2 separate regions of the Mus musculus genome follow, and region 1 is linked to region 2. Evidence: chromatin contacts called from public promoter capture Hi-C data. All regions are on one chromosome and are shown on one strand. Each heading gives the region's core, a stretch centred on a gene start, on an enhancer-like site or on the middle of the called end of the contact. The rest is flanking DNA. Distances are from core to core; before and after follow the strand shown.

Evidence for each region. Promoter capture Hi-C pulls out the DNA fragments that hold promoters and counts their contacts.
Region 1: a contact with region 2 is called in a promoter capture Hi-C map of liver, with 2.7 times the contacts expected there. The contact joins the promoter of Phkg1 here to the promoter of Septin14 in region 2. A contact is called at or near these places in 15 of 39 promoter capture datasets (the 3T3-L1 cell line, 3T3-L1-derived adipocytes, the SN4741 cell line and 11 more), 3 of 484 Hi-C or Micro-C datasets (CD4 T cells, muscle stem cells and regulatory T cells), 2 of 115 datasets of contacts at active chromatin or transcription factors (embryonic stem cells and extraembryonic endoderm stem cells) and 3 of 9 other capture datasets (adipose tissue, liver and pancreatic islet).

The regions. Positions count from the first base shown.
Region 1 is chr5:129,875,790-129,880,887 of GRCm38.p6, forward strand. Phkg1 (phosphorylase kinase gamma 1) reads right to left here and starts at 3,299. Exons shown (of 10, transcript NM_011079.3): 1 at 3,142-3,299.
Region 2 is chr5:129,702,164-129,706,936 of GRCm38.p6, forward strand. Septin14 (septin 14) reads right to left here and starts at 2,821. Exons shown (of 10, transcript NM_028826.2): 1 at 2,756-2,821; 2 at 2,043-2,111. The coding sequence starts at 2,096.

The DNA of each region.
Region 1 (5,098 bases), core at 2,049-4,548, 170 kb after region 2:
AGAACATCTATGCCTTTCATTTCCTGACCAATTTTATTTTTATTGGAGTACAAGCGTTTCACCCTTATGTATGTTTGTGTACCACACGTGTGTCTGGTGCCCTTAGAGGTTAGTGGGTTTTTTCTTGGGGGAGGGAGGGGAGTGTGTTTTGTTTTCTTTTTTTTTTTTCTTTTTTTTTTTTTTTTTTTTGATTTTGAAGTCTTACTTTTTAAAATTTTTTAAATTTTTTTTAATTTTTATTTTTATTAGGTATTTTCCTCATTTACATTTCCAATGCTATCCCAAAAGTCCCCCATACCCTCCCCTGTGTTTTGTTTTCTAAGGGAATAGAGACAGCTTATTGAGAAAAAGAAAGACACTTTTTTTTTCCAAGACAGGGTTTCTTTTTTTTTTTTTTTTTTTTGATGTAAAAGCATGAGGTAGTTTAATGAACTCCGGGTCGGACACATATCTCCCGCAGGAGACAGAGGTGTCGACCACATGGTGGAGCCATAATGGTGGAGCTCCGGTTCGAAACGTATCTCACACAGGAGACAGTGGTTTCGACAAGACAGGGTTTCTCTGTGTAGCCCTGTCTGTCCTGGAACTCACTCTGTCGACCAGGCTGGCCTGGAACTCAGAAATCTGCCTGCCTCTGCCTCCCAAGTGCTGGGATTAAAGGCATGCACCACCGCCCGGGAGAAAGACACTTCTAAGAATGGGAGTGGGCCAGAAAGCTGGGGAAAGATAAATATTAAAAAGCCCATTGTTGAGCTAGACCTCACTCTACAGCCCAGGCTGGCTTACAATTAAGATTAATTACGTAGCCCAGCTAACCCTAAAGCTTGTGATTCTCCTGCCATTAGGTTTACAGGCATGGGCTATCATCACTCTTGGCTAATAGCCATGAAATAAGCTAAACACTGGGGGTATGCTGGGCACAGCAGACAGGCAGATCTCTGTATGTTCCAGGCCAGCCTAGTCACCAAGGTGAGATAAGAAGACACTGTCTTAAATAACAGAAAGAGAGAGAGAGAGAGGAAAGAAAGAAGAGAGAGAAAGAAACAAAGAAAGAAAGAAAGAAAGAAAGAAAGAAAGAAAGAAAGAAAGAAAGAAAGAGAGAGAGAGGGGGGGAGGGAGGGAGGGAGGGAGGAAGGAAGGAAGGAAAAGAAGAAGAAAACAGACCTAGTAGCTAGTGAGATCTATATAGCAAGTTCTAGGCCAGCCAGGGCTACATGAGACCTTGTATCAATAAAAAAAGGGGGAGTGAGGGCAGCTGGATATTGAAAAAAAGCTTAGTGGCTACAAGCACTGGCTGCTGTTTCAGCGGCCCAGGTTCAAATTCCCAGCACCCACAGAGCAGCTCACAACCATCTATAATTCTAGTTCCAGGGAATGAGGTGCCCTCTGCTGGCCTCTATCAGGACCAGGCAGACATGTGGTGCACACATAGAACAGTCATACATGTAAAATCAAGATAATCTTACTTAAAAAAAAAAAAAAAGCCAAGCTCTGTACTGGAGCTGGACGAGTAATGCTTGGTCTCAGCCTCTGCTATAACCTCCCATTAGACTGTGATGCTTAGATGTCTCTGTGCCTTCTGCCCAGCACCGGTGTGTGGCAAGTGCTGGGTATGATTCAATGGACAGGTGATGCACTGTATAAGTCTTAGCTGATGGATACCGTAGATCCTACCTAGCAATGGCAAGCAAGACCCCAGTAGTCCTGGAGCAGAGTGGACAACACTGTAAGGTTTTTTTTGTTTTTTTTTTGTTTTTTTCCTTTTGAGACAGGGTCTCACTATGTTGCCCTGGCTGGCCTAAAACTCATAGATAAATAGATCTTTGTGCCTCTGCATTCCTAGTGCTGTCATCAAAGGCATGTGTCTCCATGCCTGGCATGAGTCGGTTACTCTTATTTCTACTTTGCTTTAAAAAAAAAATTTAATTTTATGTGTCATGGTATCTGTGTGAAGGTGTCGGATCCCCTGGAACTGGAGCCGAGGGCAGTAATGAGCTGCCACGTGGGGGCTGGGATTGAACCCAGGTCCTCTGGAAGAGCAGCCAGTGTTCTTAACCACCGAGCCATCTCTCCAGCCCGTCTTATTTTTATCTTTAGGTGCTAGGGATAAAACCCAGGGTGTTGAGTATGCTAGGCAAGCACTCTGCCACTGACTGAGCTGAGCTATGCCCCACCCCCACCGCCACCGCACCACATCCCCCACAGCCCTGAGTCAGGGTGCTCAATCTTGGATGTGGAGAAGCTAAGCTGGCCTATCTTGTTCCAGGGACATAGAGGCTCCTACCAGGAAACTGAATTCCTGCTCCAGACCCAGGGTTTGAGAAAGGCAGAAAAATCACCCAGCAATAGGAAGAGGCAAGCAGGCAAAGGGTACATGCTTCATGTCCACTTCCAAGAAAGCTTGGTCTCCCAAGGGGCCCAATTTGCTGACCAGCCAAGCGGCAGTGCTGGCTGCCTCAAGCTGGCCTTTGCAGGAAGCCTGGTGTCCAGCGACTGGGTGCCTGGTTACCAGAAGAAGGTTTAGAATAACAACTGTCTCCTTTGCCAATAGCAGGAAACAGGCCTGTGTGCTGACCCTATCAACAGCCAACAGAGCCTGAAGGTGTTAGTATGCCTTGAAAAACAAGCCTGTTTGCTGAAAGGCCATTCTAAAGGCCCAAGATGGGCATGTAATGCCCCTCACTTATTATCTAGGCACAGCAGATCCCTTGCGTGATTGAGTTCAGAGCAATTCTTGGCTCACACCAGGATGCCAGCCTGAGCCAGGCTGGTCAAATTCTGGCTGTGTTTACCCTTTCTGATAATATACGTGTGTCCATCTCCCTGTTCTTAAGGCCTGACTTGAGCCAACCATGGATCTGGATTTACTGTTTCATTATCCCCTGACACTTGTTCCAAGACTCCCTAGGGGTGTGGAGGTGTTCTAAATGAGAATAGATAGTCTAATGTTTTGGAATTTGATATCCCAGAAAGCTAATCAGAGAACACAACCGATCCATGATCTGTAGGTAACTGCCTGACAGGTGCTCTGAGAATCCGTGCTCTCCCAGGATTAAGGGGAAATGGGTCAAACAGACCTGGAAGGGGTTCCTGTCTTTGCCTCACAACCCCATTGCTCCCATCTACTGCCTGGCTACTCACCGTGAGGTCCTTGTAGGCCCTTGAATGGAAGTGACAAGAATTCCAAAGGTCCTGGAGCCCTTGGGAGACAGCAGACCACAAAGGGCTGAAGCTGTGTCCTGAGCAGACACTTATTGGAGTTGCTGTCTTGCTCCTCTTGCGGAACTTTGGTACTTGGTGATGGAAGGCTGGCCTGCCAAAAATAAATCACAACTGCAAACCTGGGATGCAGGCCAAGGTCCAGCAGGGCTAGGCCTGGGGCAGAACTACATCAGGGGTGACACCTGGCGGAGCCTGGGGAAAGCACATGTGGCAGGGATAAAGCAAATGGCTCAGAGGAGACAAAGCCTTTTGGTTTTTTTTAAATATTGGCTTTTGCTGAGCCAATGTGTTGGAGAACACTTAGGAGGCAGAGGCAGGTAGATCTTTTGAGTTTGAGTGATTTCCACAACAGCCAGAGTTAGACATAGAAACCTGGTCTGGAGAAACCAAAGACAAACAAGCAAACTTTTAATTATGTGTATGAGTGTGTATTTCTTAGTTAGGGCTTTACTGCTGTGAACAGACACCATGATCAAGGCAACTTTTTTTTCTCTACCCCCTCTCCCCTCCCACACCTCCTAATAGTGCCACTCCCCAGACCAAGCATATACAAACCATCACAGCATATCTATCTGTATGTGGATATGAGTATTAGTGCCTGCCCAAGCCAGGTGTTGGGTTTTTCTGCAGCTGGAATTATAGCTGGTTGTTTGCTACATGGGTGCTGGAGATCGAATTCTGGAAAAGCAGTTTATGATCTTAAGGAATGAGCCAGGTTCTCTAGCCCTGTTTTTTTTGCGATTTTATGTGTATGAGTCTTTTGCTGGCAGTATGTATCTGTAATACAGGAATGTCTTATATGCTCAGACATCAGCGAGGGCATTAGACCCCCCCCCCCAGAACTGGAGTTACAGACCATTATAGCCACTATGAGTATGGAAAACTGAACTCAGGTCCTCTGAAAGAGTAGCAAGTGCTCTTCACATGAGCCATGCATCTCTCCAGCCTGGCAACACCAGCTTTGAAAGGAATACATTGTTATTTTTTGAAGACAAGAGTCTTTTATTTGGAGATAGGGTTTCTCTGTATAGTCCTGGCTGTATTGGAATTCACTCTGTAGACCAGGGTGGCCTTGAACTCAGAAATTTGCCTGCCTCCTCTGCCTCCCAAGTGCTGGGATTAAACTCGTGTGCTACCATTGCCCAGTGAAGACAAGACTCTTATTACACAACTCTGACGACCCAGAAACCGTGCAGACCAAGAGGCCTCCACACTTGCACTCCTGCTTCTGCTTGTGTGTTGGCACTATAGGGTGCAACACCAAGCATGACTTTTTTTTTTTAAGTTTTTTATTTTATGTATGTGAGTACACTGTAGCTGTCTTTAGACATACCAGAGGAGGGCATCGGATGCCATTACAGATGGTTTGTGAGCCACCATGTAGTTGCTGGGAATTGAACTCCATGTTTTTGTTGTTGATGTTTGGCTGGTTTTTGTGTGGGACAGGGTTCTCTGTGTAGCCCCAGCTGTCCTGGAGCTCACCCTGTAGACCCGGCCAGCCTCAGACTCTCAGGGATCCACCGGCTGTGATCCCAGAGCTGTGATTAAGTGTGCACTACCACGCCTGGCTACAGGATGGTTTTTAACTGGGTATGGTGGCACAAGCCTCTAATCCCAGCACTTGGGAGGCTGAGGCAGGATAGGCCATTTACACAGATCTGGACTATATAGGGAGACCCAACGGCTTGCGTACGCTGCCTCCATGCAGACACGCAGTGTCACGTGGCCATCGGAGGTCTCAGTAATGTCTACCTGCTTACCACTTACTTAGCTACTTGGTTTGTTGGCATGGCTGAAGACAGGACTCAAGCCTGGTGAATACTAGACAAGCCTGCTGCAGCTGAGTATCACACCAGCTCCCTGACACATCACAATT
Region 2 (4,773 bases), core at 1,571-4,070:
CACTCAGGAAGCAGAGGCAGAGGCAGGTAGATCTCTGAATTCAAGGCCAGCCTGGTGCCACTTTCAGTGCCACTGCTACTAACATCAGAGTGGCCATTAAAAAGATACTGTACACTCATAGTTGTGTGCACCACACTTGTGTGAATAGCTAGAATGTCCCCACCCCTAGTGTCCCTTAGCAACAGGCTCTCTTCAAATCAATCACAGCATGAACTATCCCTAAATCTATCAATTATAGCCATAGATGCTTTAGTGAGACAGTCATGTCTACTTAGAATCAAAGCCAAGACACACAACAAATTCAAACACCAAGATACATACTGTGTCACTTTTAAATGTGGTCAAGACAGATGACCTAACACACATACAAATATGAATGCAGGTGCATAAGAAATATGGTTTTTTAAGTAACCTGGCAGTTCCAAAAGAACACAGTAACTCTCTAACAGTAGTTCCCAAAGAAAATGGTATTGAAGTAATATCTGATGAAGAATTTTTAAATGTTTTACTATAGTTGTTTAGTATGCATTTTGGTGAAGAAAAATACAGTGAAGACTTGGGTAAACAAAGTCAAAGATGAAAAGGGATACATTATAACAGACCTCATAAAAATATAAAAGGACACTAGACAGATCCAAGCTGGCAGGTTAGAGCCCTTGCACTCACCAATTTCTCCTGTGGGTTGAATCCAAACACCTAGAGGGCTGCCCAAAAGTTCAGACAAGCTTGGAGAAACTCAGGAGACCTTAGACAGTGGAACTGAGGGAGCCCCAGAACTAATGACGCCGCCACTTAGCAGAGAACAGGGTGAGAAATGAGAGAGCACCTAAATGGACCCATCACAGGAGCCATGCTGTGCTGAAACACTCCCTCTTCAGACAGTGACAATGGGATCCCCATAGGAACTGGCTCTCAAGAAGTTCTGTGTTTGTGAGCCAGGTCTATGGTAGCCTGTGCCTTTAATTCCATGACTCAGGAGGCAGAGGCAAGGGCAGGTGGAGCCAGCCTGGTCTACAGAATAAGTTCCAGGACCTGCCTCAAGAAAACAAAAAAAGAAGTGCTGAGTTCTCTAAGAAGATACAGAAGCATCCTGGGGAGCTATCTTGAGAAGACCCCTGAACTTGTCTCTGTAGGAGTCACAGCTCCCGGTTTTCTTGTCACTGGGAGAACTCAACAGTATTCTCCCAACTCAGCCTAGAAGCATAGTTTTCCCTTGGTGGAAAAATATCTGCTACAAACCCACTGAGGGCTTCTTGCAGTTCAGAAACTGATCTGTGACATGGAAAGTAAATGATTTCCTTGAAGACTGGCAGCTCAGATAGCCAGCTGGGGTATGGGGAAAGAGATGTTGCAATCATTTCATGCACCAAAGTCCCAGAATACCAGAGTTGTGAAAGGCAGATTGGTGGGTAGGGTTTCAGTAAGTTAGAAGTCTTCTGCACAGGGAAGGAAATGATTGACAAGTGGAGAAACAAGCTACAGCATGGTAGAAAATCTTCTCCAGCTAGTCATCTGACCAGATACTGATTAGCTATTATCTCCTGGACTTAGGGAGAGGAAGATCCCACACTGCTGTAACAGGGCCTCCTTCCTTTCCTGGGCTTTCCCAAATGGGGAGGAAGGATGCAGTGGGAGGGGCTGAGGACAATATGAATAGCTCGGGACAGTGAGTGGGTCTCTGCACCTCTTTATCCATGAAGTACTTTGTTATAGTGATACAAAACTAAAAACACCCCTAGAGTGACTTTAAATCTTGATTTAGTCTCCTTTGCTTTTAAATGAGAATGTTTTGCATACACGTGTGCAGGCACACACACACACACACACACACACACACATACCAACAAAGTCAAGAAACATTCTGACAATTGTTTAAACCACCATTTACATTTAAATCTAACCAATAGTAAGGTTCATGATCTGTTCCCAAAGATAGCAAGCCTCTTTAGCTGTCAGGACCTGAATCAACTTAGAGCCAGTCATTTTGAAACTACTTATTGAAGTGCATAACGCATATATCATATACAAAAGATGCACTCAACTGGATCTTCACTGCCAGGTATTGGCACCGACGTGTTAGTTGGTTTTTCCGCCATGTCAGACCGAAATGGCTAGAATAAAGAGAGAAAACTTGGTCAGTCCCACCTACAAAGGTCCGATTCTTTCATCTTAGACCCTTAGAGGATTCAACTGTGCTGTTCCCTTCACACTTCTGACTTGTTTGAAGTTGTATCTTTCATCCTAAGCAAGCATGCGTGTGCTCAACAGCATAGTCAGTATATGAAGTAAAGGCCATTTAACCAGTGATATCCAACGTGAAAAGATTAAACTCTCTCCAAATCAAGAAGTTACCGACATCATCTTCTTATGGATTGTTTTTTAGCCAGTAATGAATTTCATTGGGTCATTCCAGGCACGCATAACAGTGTACCCAGTCCTCCATTTAAATGGCTCTGAGCATGAGAAAAAGAAGTCACACACTCAGAGTGACTTCAATTTCCAGAGGGGCTTAAACCTGAAGCTGAAGTAGCAGCCAGGAGAATTGAGAAGAGGGGAAATTAGGGATGTTGCAAAAGGGAAGCAGACTTCTAGAGTCTACACAAACTCTCTAGGAACCAAACCAAAGCCAGTTTTGTTTTGTTTTTCATTTTTACGAAGCACCTTTACGCAGGTAGCATTGTGCCGGATGATCTACCTCCTGCAGTAGTTAAAAGACATCTAAGATCTTCAGACTCAGAAATATCAAGTGACTTACCTGCCCTGGGTCTCAGCTGTGAAGTGCGCAGTCTGAACGGACTCGGAGTCTGGTGTGCTCTCCCTTGCTATCTGTGGACGTGGACCAAATTAATAGTCACCGTATTTGCAACAGTTGGGAACAAGGGAGTTAAGGTACAAAGGAGAGTACTGTCCTGATTTCTCAGCAGAACAGTTTGAGAAGGCCATGCTAATCTACATTTGAGTACAGCGCAAAGATACTGAGAACATGAGACTTTTGAAAAGGGGATTTATGTGGATTTGTTTTACATATGTGAGTATCATACCTGCATGTGTGTGTGTGTGCCCACCATGTGCAAGTCTGATATCCTAGAGGTCAGAAGAGATCATTGGATGCCCTGGTGTTAGATATATGGACACTTTAAAAAGGAAGACTCACACATACTTGTGAACTGCCATGTAATTGCTGGGAAACCCAGGTCCTCTGTAAAAACAGAAAATGCTTCTCTGGTTTTTCAAGACACAGTTTTTCTGTGTACCTTTGGCTGTCCTGGAACTCACTCTGTAGACCAGGCTGCCCTCGAAATACAAGATCCACCTGCCTCTGTCTCCTAACCTAACCCAACCTAACCTAACTGTCTTAGTCAGGGTTTCTATTCCTGCACAAACATCATAACCAAGAAGCAAGTTGGGGAGGAAAGGGTTTATTCGGCTTACACTTCCATGCTGCTGTTCATCACCAAAGGATGTCAGGACTGGAACTCAAGCAGGTCAGGGAGCAGGAGCTGATGCAGAGGCCATGGAGGGATGTTCTTTACTGGCTTGCCTCACCTGGCTTGCTCAGCCTGCTTTCTTATAGAACCAAGACTACCAGCCCTGAGATGGTCCCACCCACAAGGGGCCTTTCCCCCTTGATCACTAATTGAGAAAATGCCTTACAATTGCATCTCATGGAGGCATTTCCTCAAATGAAGCTCCTTTCTCTGTGATAACTCCAGCTGTGTCAAGTTGACACAAAACTAGCCAGTACAATTGACCCCTTGTCAACTTGACACACAAACACATCACTAGTAAGCCTCAACTCTTACAATCTTATTCATCCCCATTCTAAATAACTTTAAAAGTCCCACAGTCTTTACATATTCTTAAAATTTCAATCTCTTTAAAATATCCATCTCTTTTAAAATCCAAAGTCTTTTTACAATTAAAAGTCTCTTAACTGTGGGCTCCACTAAAACAGTTTCTTCCTTCAAGAGGGAAAATATCAGGGCACAGTCACAATCAAAAGCAAAAGTCAATCTCCAACCGTCCAATGTCTGGGATCCAACTCACAATCTTCTGGGCTCCTCCAAGGGCTTGGGTCACTTCTCCAGCCAGGCCCTTTGTAGCACACACATCATCCTCTAGGCTCCAGATGCCTGTACTCCACTGCTGCTGCTGCTCTTGGTGGTCATCTCATGGTACTGGCATCTCCAAAACACTGCATGACCCCTTCAGTCCTGGGCCTTCATTTGCAACTGAGGCTGCACCCTCACCAATGGTCTTCCATGGCCTCTCACAGTGCCGAGCCTCAGCTGCTTTGCGTGACCCCTTCATGCCTTCAAAACCAGTACCACCTGGGTGACCCTTACATATTACCAAGTCCTGCTGCAGCAGGAGTACAACCTTGGCCATCTCTGGAACACAGCCTCTTTGTGCTTTCAGAAAACACTTCCCAGAAGTTGTCACCTCAATGATGCTGGTCTCTTCTTAATCACCGCTAATTTCTTAGCTCCAGCTAACCAGCATCAATAGTCCCAGTAATGCAAAGGTTTTGCTTTAGTAGTTCTGGTATCTTGTTAATCACAACTGATTCTTCAGTCCCAGCTAACCAGAACCACAGAATAATCAAACTCCAAAATAGCAATGGCCCTGAAAAGAGTCTTTAATTTTCCCTCTGAAACTTCACAAGCCAGGCCTCCATCTTCTGCACTGTTCTCAACATTATCTCCCAAGCTCCTACACAACATCCGACAGAGCTCTTAACAATGGATGGATCTTCAAGCCCAAAGTTCCAAA